Regions from separate parts of the Sus scrofa genome. Here regions 1, 2 and 4 are each linked to region 3. A link is a contact called in public Hi-C and HiChIP or PLAC-seq data. All regions are on one chromosome and are shown on one strand. The core of a region is the stretch at or near the end of the contact, and the rest is flanking DNA. Distances in the headings are between cores, read along the strand shown.

Region 1 (2,804 bases), core at 301-2,800, 200 kb before region 3:
GATGGCCCAGCGCACCCCAGACAATCGCGCATTGTGTGCCCAGCGCCCCTGCCGCGACCCCCACCTCCTGCTGCTTGTGGGCCGCACCTGCAACCCCTTTTCTCCCCCAACTCCTGCGGTTCCCGCATCCGCCCTCCCCTCGCCCCGCCCCGCCGCCGCGGCCCCGCCCCTGGCCCCACTGCTCCGCCCCCGCCCGCCCCCCTCTCGGCCTTTGGCCCCCAGTCCCTCTTCGCCCCGCATGACCGCGCTGTTCTGCCGACCTCGGTCGCCTCCATCTCCTCGACCCGCTCGCTCCCCCACTGCCCTTCCACCGCATCCCTGCCTGTCTCCCCATCGCCCTTGGAGCCTGATCGGGATTTCTGGCCCTGCTCTGCCCCTCCCCCGCCGCCCCCCAACCAACTACCCAGGCCTGGGAGAGGGTCTGGAGAGCAGAGACCCTTGGGATGCAGGAGGCCTGGGAGGTGGGGCAGGTGGCAGGATGGTTTGGGTTGGGGGAGCATCCTGGGCGCAGGTGCGGGTCCCAGGCATTGGCTCTGCCCTTCACCTTGGCCCAGGCACACCCACTGGGGGATGAAGCCTGTGGGTGACAGTCACATCTGCCTGGGCATCCAGGCTGCTGGACTTTCTAGTAGAGGGCACTCAGGGCTGCAGGTCACGAAGGACACGGGCCACTGGCCCGGCACAAGGGTCTCCCTGGGTCCACATGGTCACTTCCAGGTCCTGGCTCGGCACCCAAGTGGACCCAGGGGACCACAGGCATCGGGCACACAGGCCTTCGTGGTTTGTACATAGGACCCCCCTGGCGCCCCCTGCACAGGCACACGCCAATCCTGCGCACGCAGACACCTGCACCTCTCGGCCGCCAGGCTGGCTGAGGGGCTCACGCAGGGCACTCCCCTGGCACCCCTCGGACAACCCCAAACCGCAGGGTGGGGAGTCTGGAAAGATCCAGAGGGACCCAGATGGCTCCAGTGACCGGCGAGGGTGGGGTCCCCATCAAACACAGGGGAGCAGAGCAGACAGAGTAGGACGCGGGGCTGTTCTGAGCTGTGCTGGGGGTGGCCTGCTACGTGCCCTCGGACCTGCCAAGGAACTGGGGACTCAGGTGCCCTGCAGCTGCCCTTCTCGGGGTCCTGGGTCTGTGAGAGTCCCTTTCAGACAGTGGCGAGCTGGAGGGCACTGCTGGAAGGGCCCCGGGGGGAGCTGGGGTGGCCGCATCTCCCTGGCCTCTTCCCATGCATCATGCCCACTCCCAGCGCCTCTGTGCACCCAGCCAAGTGAGGGCCTTAGGTGGCCGTGCCGCCCAGCTCACAGGTGCAGAAGTGTGTCTGGGGTGGAGTAGGGGCGGGGTACCTCCAGGCAGGGCTGGCCCACACCAGCCAAGAGCAGGCCCTGTGGAACCGGTCTGACCAGCTGTGTGTGTGTGTATGTGTGTGTGTGCGTCTGTGTGTGTGTGTGTGTGTGTGTGTGTGTGTGTGTGTGTGGCCTGGGTCCCAGCCAGGAAGCAGGTGGAACAGAGGCCACAGCCTGAGTCATGGGTGGCACCCAGGGCACCTTGAGAGCTGGGCCCCTGGGTGGGGGGTGGGCAGGCAGGCATCCGCACCTCCTCACTAGTCAGAGACCAGAGATGGGGACCGGGAGGCTGAGTTTGGCCTGGGGCCTGGTACCAGCCAGTGCCAAGATGGAGCTCCGTGGCCCTGGTCCAGCTCTGCCCGCGTTACCTCAGCTCAAGTGCAATCTGGCCGGTGTCCCCCAGAGCCCTTTAGCTCCCGAGGGCAGAGTGGGGTCTCCATGTGCTGACCTGACATGCACCCTGCTTGGCCTGCCCTGGCCCGCCTCCCGAGAGGCTGCAGGCAGGCAGGCGGGTCACCTCTGCTGGGGTCCCTGGTGTCCCGGCAGTGGGACCTCAGGAGGCCAGATACTCCACAGAGGGCCCCTGGCCACTGCTGGGCCCAGCCCCCTCCCCTGCCCCCGCGTGGCCTCCCCACCTCCTGGTGCCCCCCCACCCCCAGCCCTGGACTGAGTGCTCGGGTTCCAGGCCACCTGCCCCAGCTTCCTGCCTCTCCCCTTAGGACCCTGTCCTGGTGACCCCCAGCCTCAGTTTTCCAGCCTGTGAGCTGGGCAGTACCGCCCAACCTGAGCTGGCAGCTGGGAATTGGCCAGCCGTCTGCATCCCTGAACCTCAGTTTCCCCACCTATAAATGGGGCTCCAGAGAAGGACAGTGCCCGCCTCTGCCCTCAGAGCCCGTGTGGGCTCTGCCCTCCTGCCCGTGCTCCCCACGTGGCAAGCTGTGGCTTGAGGAGGGAGGCCAGGAGCAGACCCAACAGCCCCCAGGCCTGCACCAGACTCTGCAGCTGCCCCCAAGGTCGGGTCAGCCTCGCTAGTGCAGCACGACCAGGCCTGGGGAGGCCTGAGAAGCAGCGCGGGCTGGGCTGTGAGCGCCTGGAGGTGAAGGTGCTGCCGGGGCAGGAGGCGCAGAAACAGGTGCCCCCTCCCCGCTGTCCTGGGGGCAGGTGCTGCTCCCAGAAGGCCTACCTTGCAGCTCTGAGAACCGAGAACCAAGAACCAAGGACCCACAGGGCGGCCTTTTCTCCACGGGGGGTGGGGCGTCAAGGGGGGAGTGCTGTGTTTAGAAGCGGGCTCCGGATGCTGCCTGCATGGGCAGTGGGTGCAGGCCTGGGTCAGCTCATTCTGCTGCCCATGGGGCAGCCTCCACCCGGGGTGGGTCCCAGAGCCCTAGACCTGCCCGCCTGGGAGGGACTCAGGGCCGGGTCGAAACCCCGTCCTGGCGCGTCCCAGAAAC
Region 2 (2,700 bases), core at 117-2,616, 220 kb before region 3:
CCTACACCACAGCTCACGGCAATGCCAGATCCTTAATCCACTGAGCGAGGCCAGGGATCGAACCCGCAACCTCATGGTTTCTAGTCGGATCCGTTAACCACTGCGCCACAACGGGAACTCCTGTCTCCCTCTTTTTAAAACGTAAGCTCCTTGGCGGCAGGATTTTTGTTTTTCCCCATCACTGACCCTCTGTCCCCCCGGGGGTTCTCATCCTGAGGGCACCCCCGCCCCCATTCACTCAGGTGTCAGCAGAGCCCAGAGCATAGCAGGTGCTCCAACGACTTGAAAAGGAAGTGCAGTAAAAGCTCTTAAGCTTCCATTTTCATTAGAAAAGACAATAACAGGCAGTTCCTGCTGTGGCGCAGTGGAAACGAATCTGACTAGGGTCCATGAGGATGCGGTTCCATCCCTGGCCTCGCTCAGTGGGTGAAGGACCCGGCGTGGCCGTGAGCTGTGGTGTAGGTCATAGATGTGGCTTGGATCCCGCATTGCTGTGGCTGTGGTGTAGGCCCGCAGCTGCAGCTCCGAATGGACCCCTAGCCTGGGAGCCTCCATATGCCGCGGGTGCAGCCCTAAAACATAAACAAAGCAAGCAAGCAAGCAAGCCAGCCACAACTCATCAACGCGCAAATTGTAGAACAGTGGCATCTCGGATTAGGCAAGCCCACAGAGGCCCTCTTGTCTATGGGGTTCTAGGGTCTCTGCGGGAAACTGGTCATATCAGATGTTCACATTATTAATCCCTGGCGGAAACGAGCCATCTGGCGCAAATTAGGCCAGAGAAAACTTTGTATCTTTTGTTCTATGACAGTCGGGATAGGGCTCATCTTAGTCCGGATTCAAACCACGGGCTCCAGTGCTAAATGCCCGGGGCGCGTGGGGAAATGCAAAATGCAGGTTCCTGGGCCCCCAAAGACAGTCATCAGGCCCCAGGTGAGGAGGCCTGGCGGCCCTCCCGCGTGGACAAGCCCGGCGATGCCCGAGAAGCGCAGCCACAGCGCCGGCCTGGAGCCCCCGCAGCCCGCCCCCAGAGCCGCGCGCGCTGACCTCGCCGCCCAGAGCACAGTCCCTCGAAGCGCGGCCGCCAGAGCTGCCCTCGACCGGAAGTGGAGCAGCGGAAACCGATGCCCTTGACCGAACCTAACATGGCCACCAACGCCTAGCTGCCGTCTCAGCGGGCGCCCTTCCTGCCCGGAGTAAAGATGGCCGCCACAGGCGGGGCGTGAGCCAGCCGCCTCGGATCTCCCCGCCCCCTGTGCCCAACCCTCCCGGCGGCACGCTGACCCGGGCCCTTCCTATTGGTGGCCTCCCGTGGCGAGCTCGGATTGGGCCACATGAGGACGGGGCGGAGCCATCCAACCAATAGCAGCGCGAGGGATGGTGAAGGGCGGGGCCCCGGCCGGCGCCGTCAAGTAGGCCCGGGAACCGCCGGCGCTGCTGAGCCGGTGGGCGGCCGAGGGTCGGAACGCTCGGCGGGTGCTTGCTGGACCTCGGCCGGTGCCCGCGCGGCCGCGTTCCCGTGGCGCTGTCCGCCTTGGCCCGCCATGCGCCTTCCGGTCCCGTCGCTGGGGGTGCTGCTGCTGCTGCTTCTGCCGCCGCCTCCCGGCGAGGCCACCAAGAAGCCGACGCCCTGTAAGCGCTGCCGGGAGCTGGTGGACAAGTTCAACCAGGTGTGCCGCTCCGCGAGGACATGGAGCCAGGGGGTGGGCCTGGGTCGCCCCTCCGTGGACTCGGGGATCACCCCACGATGGGCCCAAGGTTGCCGCACTGTGGACCTGGGGTCACCTCGCCATGGACTAGATTTGCCCTGCTGTGTACTGTTACACCCCCCAACCCCCCGCCATGAACCAGGGTCCCCACACCATGGACCCAGGGTTGTCCTGCCATGGATTGGGTCACCCCACCATGAATCTGGGGTCACCCCTGCTATGGAACCGGGGTGACCCTGCCATGAACAGGGGTGAGGCAGCAGCGCCACCTTTCCCCCGCAGGGTATGGTGGACACAGCAAATAAGAACTTTGGAGGTGGAAACACAGCTTGGGAGGAAAAGACACTGTCCAAGTATGAATTCAGGTAGGCACCCTGCTCTGAGCGGCCCAGTGCCTGCCTTTGGTGACATGTCCCCGGGAGCACTGATGATACAGAGTCCCTTTGGCACCGGCACCTGTCCTTACCTGGTGCCGGTGCCAAACACAGGTGGGGAGTTCCCACTGGGGGTCAGTGGTTAAGAACCCGCCTAGTAGCCAGGAGGATGTGGGTTCACACCTTGGTCTTGCTCAGTGGGTTAAGGATACAGTGTTGTTGTGAGCTGTGGTGTAGGTCACAGATGTGGCTCGGATCTGGTATTGCTGTGGCTGTGGCGTAGGCCGGCAGCTGCAGCTCCGATTCGACCCCGAGCCTGGGAACCTCCATGTGCCACAGGTGTGGCCCTAAAGAAAACCAAAAACCAAAAAACAGATGGAGCTCACTCCCTCCCCACCGCAGCTCCAGCCCCATCCTGCCCATGGCAGGGGTTCCCCCGCTGGACCCCACACCTGATGGGCCACCCTGACCACCCCTGCCCTCCGCCTTTAATTCTCCGCCTGGCACTGACAGCCCCCAGCTCCATTTGGGGTCTCTGTTGAGGGTTTTTTCAGTGAAGCGCCACGGTCCCTCGGGCCTGGCCTCCGGACCTCCCTGTAGAGGGCGCTGTGCCCTGG
Region 3 (2,700 bases), core at 125-2,624:
ACAGGCACAGGTCCAGGCAACGCTGGGCACAGCAGCCACAGCGCGCCCCCCCACCCCCCGTGTCTTCACTGAGACTGCTCTGCTCAGCCCTGTCCCCTGAGCCAAGGCCTGGCAGGACATTTCAGACCCAGTCTCATCCAGAGGCCTGCTCCTTGGAGCAAACACGTGGCCTCTGGGGTGTGAACTGGCCCGTGGCCTTGGCTTGCTGGGAAAGAAGGGGCCGAGTCAGTGTCCCACAGACGCATCCATCTCCCCGCAGGTGCCATGGGACGTTCCTTTGACACCCCCCCCCCAATCTGCTTGCTCCTTCCCTGCACCTTTCCCAAGAGGAGGGGCTCCCAGAGAACTGGGACCCCACCCGTCAGCTGAGGCTGCAATCCAGGCTTCTGGTCCTCACACAAGCCCCACCTGGGCTTCTCAACCCGTCTGTCGCTAGGTCCCTGGCAATCGCGCACAGCCGCTCTCCTGTGTGAATGGCCAAGGAGGGCAGGAGGGCAGAATCGACCTGAGCTGGCACACAGGAACTGGACAGAGGCCTGGGCCAAGGGCCTGGCTGCTCGACTTCAGCCCAAAGCCGTTTAGATAACAGATCACAGCCCAGCCTGTGGGCGGGAGCGGGAGCCCGCCCCGCACAAGTGAACGGGGGCGGGGGCCTCTATGGCCCACGGCAGCCCGCCCGCAGGAGGGCCACCGCCAGACTGAGAACCCGCCCAGGACCTGCACGGGTCACCAGGTCTGGGCCAGACGCCCCCTTCCTGGAACCAGCTCTGACCGCAGGTGGGCTGACCTCAAAGGCCAAACCAGGCACCGGCTGGACAGGCTGTCCTGAGGGCCCCCACCTCCCACCAACCGCGGACCCTGCCCCTTCCCCGGCCCCCTCTCCCCCGGCCGCCCCCGCCCACGTCTCCCCGGGCCCCAGCCGCCAGGCCAAGGGGTGCTCGAGGTGGCCACATGGTCGCCGTTGGGGACCCGAACGCTGCTCCTCGCTGGCACCATCACCGCTTTTTTGAGTAGTTTTGACGGTTCTGTATCAGAGCAGGCAAAGCCACCCCGAGGACGCTTTTTTTTACTAACTGGGGGCTGCGGCCAGAGAATTTTAGGGCGCGTCTCAACTCGGGTGGCAGACCTGAGACTCGAACCTGTGCCGCGTAACCGACACAGGAGTCCTCGGATCAAGGCGCCGGGGGCGGGGCGGGGAGGGGCGGGGCTTCTAGCGCGCGGCCTCCTGGGAAGTGAAGTCCGCGGCCGCTCGCGCGCTGCCCCGCGGGAACCGTAGTCCGCCGGCTCGGGCCAGGCGCGCGGCAAGAGCAGACAGACAGCGCGCGGGACTACGCTTCCCGGCATGCCGCGCGCCGCCCGGCCCCCCCCGGCCCGGGCCTGTCCGGCCGCCCCGCCCCGCGGCCCCGGTCCGCCCCGTCCGGTGGGGCGACGAGCCGCATGGAGGCCGGCTGAGGAGCGCCGCCCTGCTTCGGTACGCCGCGCGGCACGGTCCTGGGGCGGGGGGCGGCGCGCGGGGGCCCCGGTGGGTCGGGGTCAGGTCGCGGTCGAGGTCGGGAGACCAGCCAGCCCCCAGCGTAGGGTCTCGGGCCAGGAGGGTCAGCCCCGGCCTCCGAGGGGTGCGCGCGGGGTGGGCGGTCGACGGCAAGGGTCGAGAGGGCTCAAGGGCTCGAGTGGCGCACGCGGGGGGCGGGGCCGCGGGGCGGGGACCCGGGCCGGTGTCGGTCGGAGTCGGGGGCCGGGGGCGGAGTCGGTCGGAGTCGGGGGCCGGGGGCGGGGTCTGGCCTGAGCCGCGGCGGGGGGGCGGTGGAGGGTCCACACCTCCCCAGGCGGCGGCTGCAGGGTCTCGGTGGAGACCCTGGGCGCTTCCTGCCCTACGTGCTGGAGGCCTCTGCCCTTCAAGCCGAGCAAGCACGGCTGCCATATGGGCAAAGTAGACCAAACTTCCAAGGCCTGTAGGTCTTTGCCTGCCTTGTTTCTGTGAAGTAGCGTTATTGAGACACAACTTAAACGTGCCACAAAGTACCACAAAGTTCACCTATGCGTCTTTGCGAAACTATCCCGAGAAAGGAAGCGAAGGCACATGGAAAACGAGGAACTGGCCCAGAAGTCCTCGGCTGACTTTGGGCGTCAGGACAGCCTCTTCGGGAGACTGGGTGGTTTCCAGGTGGAATCCTCCTGGCTTTCGGGGTCCCCTGGAGAGGAAGCCGTCCAGGCTGCCCCCTTAGCACGCTCCGGTGCGGGCTCCTCTGACCCTGGGCCTCTGTTGCTTTTGCTGCTGATGCCCCCTCATTGTGTAACTAGGAGGGAGCCCCGGCCTTGGGGCCAGCGGTCAGCCTTGCAGGACGGCGGTGATGCTGCGGTGTCTGAGGCTGCTGGGCAAAACTGCCAAGAGGGGGCCGGGCATGGTGGACAGACAGGCCCCTACACAGTGCCCTGCGGTGGAGGTCAGTGTCGGGACCTAGCATTGGGCCGTGTCCAGGTTCCAGGGGGTCAGCCAGGTGTGCTGGACGAGGAGCCATTTAGGCGTCCAGCTCAGATGTGAATTGGCATGTGCCCTCCGCCCCAGTCCCGACCTTTGCCACACCTCCATAGAGCAGGGCCTGCCAGACCCAGGAGGGTCTCCAGTGGCCAAGGTGCCCAGGCTTCAGAAGTGGGGGTGTAGGGGGTAAGGGTCCTGGGCCACACGCTGCTGCCTCCCGG
Region 4 (2,977 bases), core at 451-2,950, 230 kb after region 3:
CAGACAGGCACACCCAGAGGGTGAGAGGACAGAGCAACCAGTGGCTGCCAGGTAGAGAGCCAGGCGGGACACGGGACACACAAGGCAGGCAGGCAGGGCCGAGAAAAGGCGACAGGTGGGGGGAACCAAGACGCCTGAGAGTGTCTGAGGCTGGGGCCAGGCTCAGGCCAGGCTGCACTCCAGGTGCCGACCAGGCCGCAGCCCACGCCGCGGGCACCCGGGGGCCCCAAGGCTGCAGTGGACAGCAGCCGCCACGACCCACCTGTGAGCCCCCGGCCAGGGGGATGATGCAGGTCAGCAGGCTCCCGACCACGTTCTCCAGGCCCACGTTCAGGCCCTCCACGTGGATGGTGTAGATGAGACCGAGGCTGTTCTGCAAGGACCACAGACGTGCGGGTGACGGCGCGGCCGGCGAGAGCACCCCGCGTCCTGCCTCGAGCCCTGGCTGCCCGCCTCACCCTGAACACCTCTGCGTGGTCCAGTCGAGACACCAGGACCAGCGTCTTCGGAGCAAAGAGCTGGCCGGGCGAGCCAGCCGCTGCGGGTGATGGTGGCACTCCCTCATCTGCTTCCTCCGCCCTCTCGGTGTCCCCAGGGCACACCCCTTCCTGGGGACAGACGTCAGGACTCAGCACTGGCCCTTCTGGCCTCCACGAGCCTGGGGCTCCGGGACCAGACACGGACAGGGAGACACACAGGGCAGAGGGAGTCGGCCACAGCCGGACACTCAGCCCCAGGCAGGCTGACCTGCGAGGGCTCCGCGGGCTCCCAGAAGGTCAAGCAGGCGCAGTAGTGCCGCTCGGAGTTGATGTCGGTGAGGACAGCAACAAAGAAGGTCGGTGGATTCCTCTCAGGACACAGCTGCCACCCGCTGGGCTGGCAAAACTATGGGGAGGGAGGGGCAGCAGTCAGCTCCCCCAGCCCCCCGCCCTCCGGGGACTGCAGCCAGGGCCCGGACGCCAGGTCCAGCACCGAGCTCCACCGCCCACGGGCCCTGCCTCCTGCACGCGGCCCCCACCCCACAAAAACAGCCTCTGGCCTCCCCGTGTGGGGGCCTCACCGTGTGGGGTCCCCACTGCCACAAGGGAGGGACAACAGGACACGACAAGCACCTGGCCAGCCAAGCCTGCGCCACCCGCCCTCTGCCCTCCAATGCGGCTGACGGATCCGAGGACCCAGTGAGGGCTGGCACCAGGGACAAGTGCCAAGCTGCTGCCCTGCCCCCACCCCCCGGGGAGCACCCCACTCACCAGCTCGATGCCCTGGGGGAATGGGTTGTCCTCCCAGTCCTTCTCCGGGAAGCGCTGCAGGATCTGGCCCTGGCCTTCCCCACTCCCTGAAGACAGAAGCCACTCAGAGCACCAGCCACCTCCCACCTCCCGGGCGGCAGGTTGGGAACCCCAAGGACCGTGTGGAGACACGGCAGGTCCCTGGCCCTCTGCGGGCACCAGACCAGCCCCGGCTCCCGAGGCCACCAGAGGGCACAGAGAGAAGCCCCTGCTGTGGGGCTGGACACCAAGAGCACAGACGTGCCAGCCCAGGGTGGAGAGCACTCCCTGCTCCCGCTCCCTGACTCCTGGGTCCCTCCGCTGCGGCAACATCCCCAGCCAGAACCCACGCCAGTGTGCCAGCCCCTGCCCCTCTGGCAACCCCCAGCTTAGGCACTCAGCCCCCATGACCTCCTGACCTGCTAGCACCATGACAGTGGACAGGCTGCCATGAATCTCCTCCTGCTCCCAGCCTCTGCCTCACCCCCAGCCCTGAGCTCACTTGAGAGGTGCAGGTCTCACTCCTGCTGCCTGAGTTGGGGGGAGGCCACCTGTGCCTGTGGCTGCAGACTGCTGCTTGTCCCCACTGCCTCAGAGACAGGACCAGCAAAGGTCCCAGAAGACAGCCTGAGGATGGCAGAGGGCAGGAAGGACTGAAGGTGGTGGCACACAGGCCTGCTTCCCGCCTGCAAGGCCTCGGCATGCACACAGCCACAGACCAGGTGGCCGTGTGCAGCCCTGGGCCCCTGCCAGTGCCCACAGCCTGCTGCATCCCCAGCATGCTCCCTCCCGGCGTCCCCAGGGACCCCTCCGTTCCCTGAAGCCACAGGGCCCATTAAGCCCCCATGCATCTGCTTCCCCATGTCCAGTCCCTACCAGCAGGACCAGCTGGGGCCCTGTCTCTTGCTCACTCTCCATGGAGCCAAGTCGGGTAAGCAGTCCCCTCACAGGCCTGGGGAGGATGAAGGCTCTTCCTCCAGCCCCCGCCGGCAGCTCAAGGAGGACAGACCAAAGCCTCCCCCTAATCTCCGCAGGCAGAAGAGCAGAGCAGGCAGGTAAAGGGGACAGACTCTGTCCCGAGGCCCAGACGGCCACCTCCAGCGGCCTGAGGACCTGGCAGATGAGGTCCCTTGACCAGCAGTCTGGTCCACCTGCGACTTGAATGGGCCCAGGAGCCTCAGACAGAGCTGGAGGCCTGGGCACAGGCCTAGGCCTGAGCAGCCGACAGCACACACTGCCCAGGCCCCGGAAGGCAGAGGAGCTGCCATCGTAGGAGCCCACCCTCCCTCCACGATCATGGAGGCAACACCAGGCGGTCGGTGGACAGCAGGCAGGTTGCCGCCGGCTGGGGGGAGGGTGCCGGCCTGACTCTGACTCACAAAACCTCAGCTTCCTGCTCCCCTCCCCCTCCCACCACTGACACTGAGACAAGGTGGCAGACAGAGGAGATGGGGGGAGGACAGGTGTCTGCTGGTGCCACACCCCCCCCCACAGGAAGACCCCAGGGTCCCCCCAGGTTCACCCGCAAGAGCCACCCTCAACAGGCCTCGGCTTGCTCCCCTGAACCTGGCTCCTCCCTCGACGACTCCCCCAAAGGCTGCCTTGTGTGCGGCCCCAAACCACCATCTCCATTCGGCCCTGGCTGGCACCCAGGGCTCACCCAGTTCTTGCCACGAGGCAGCAGGGGGAGGAAGGAAGAGGAGGAGAGG

What was found. Hi-C and Micro-C count contacts between places; a contact is called where the count stands out from the background. HiChIP or PLAC-seq counts read pairs in DNA pulled down with a chosen protein or histone mark.
Region 1: a Hi-C map of liver shows a contact between it and region 3, with 5 times the contacts expected there. The contact joins the enhancer-like site here to the promoter of TRABD in region 3. A contact is called at or near these places in 2 of 5 promoter capture datasets (fetal liver and liver), 8 of 47 Hi-C or Micro-C datasets (embryonic fibroblasts, epiblast stem cells, heart right ventricle and 3 more) and 1 of 2 datasets of contacts at active chromatin or transcription factors (alveolar macrophages).
Region 2: a contact with region 3 is called in a Hi-C map of liver, with 5 times the contacts expected there. The contact joins the promoter of CRELD2 here to the promoter of TRABD in region 3. A contact is called at or near these places in 2 of 5 promoter capture datasets (fetal liver and liver), 10 of 47 Hi-C or Micro-C datasets (embryonic fibroblasts, epiblast stem cells, heart right ventricle and 5 more) and 1 of 2 datasets of contacts at active chromatin or transcription factors (alveolar macrophages).
Region 4: a contact with region 3 is called in an H3K27ac HiChIP or PLAC-seq map of alveolar macrophages. The contact joins the promoter of SBF1 here to the promoter of TRABD in region 3. A contact is called at or near these places in 1 of 5 promoter capture datasets (liver), 2 of 47 Hi-C or Micro-C datasets (embryonic fibroblasts and retroperitoneal adipose tissue) and 1 of 2 datasets of contacts at active chromatin or transcription factors (alveolar macrophages).

The regions. Positions count from the first base shown.
Region 1 is chr5:689,122-691,925 of Sscrofa11.1, reverse strand. No RefSeq gene overlaps it. Among named protein-coding and RNA genes, the nearest start is that of PIM3, 9.8 kb to the right of the region's middle. Within about 2 kb of position 1,550, at least 31 of the 83 cell types and tissues checked have an H3K27ac peak or open chromatin away from gene starts, as enhancers often do. A contact at or near this core is called in alveolar macrophages, liver and mesenteric adipose tissue, where this site is marked.
Region 2 is chr5:715,432-718,131 of Sscrofa11.1, reverse strand. It overlaps CRELD2 (cysteine-rich with EGF-like domain protein 2), which reads left to right and starts at 1,366. Exons shown (of 10, transcript XM_003126783.6): 1 at 1,366-1,670; 2 at 1,992-2,074. The coding sequence starts at 1,545. It overlaps ALG12 (dol-P-Man:Man(7)GlcNAc(2)-PP-Dol alpha-1,6-mannosyltransferase), which reads right to left and starts at 1,204. Exons shown (of 10, transcript XM_021091350.1): 1 at 1,048-1,204.
Region 3 is chr5:493,248-495,947 of Sscrofa11.1, reverse strand. TRABD (traB domain-containing protein) reads left to right here and starts at 1,374. Exons shown (of 10, transcript XM_021091341.1): 1 at 1,374-1,471.
Region 4 is chr5:265,238-268,214 of Sscrofa11.1, reverse strand. SBF1 (SET binding factor 1) reads right to left here and starts at 1,700. Exons shown (of 41, transcript NM_001206370.1): 1 at 1,688-1,700; 2 at 1,251-1,336; 3 at 748-885; 4 at 459-608; 5 at 263-373. The coding sequence starts at 1,700.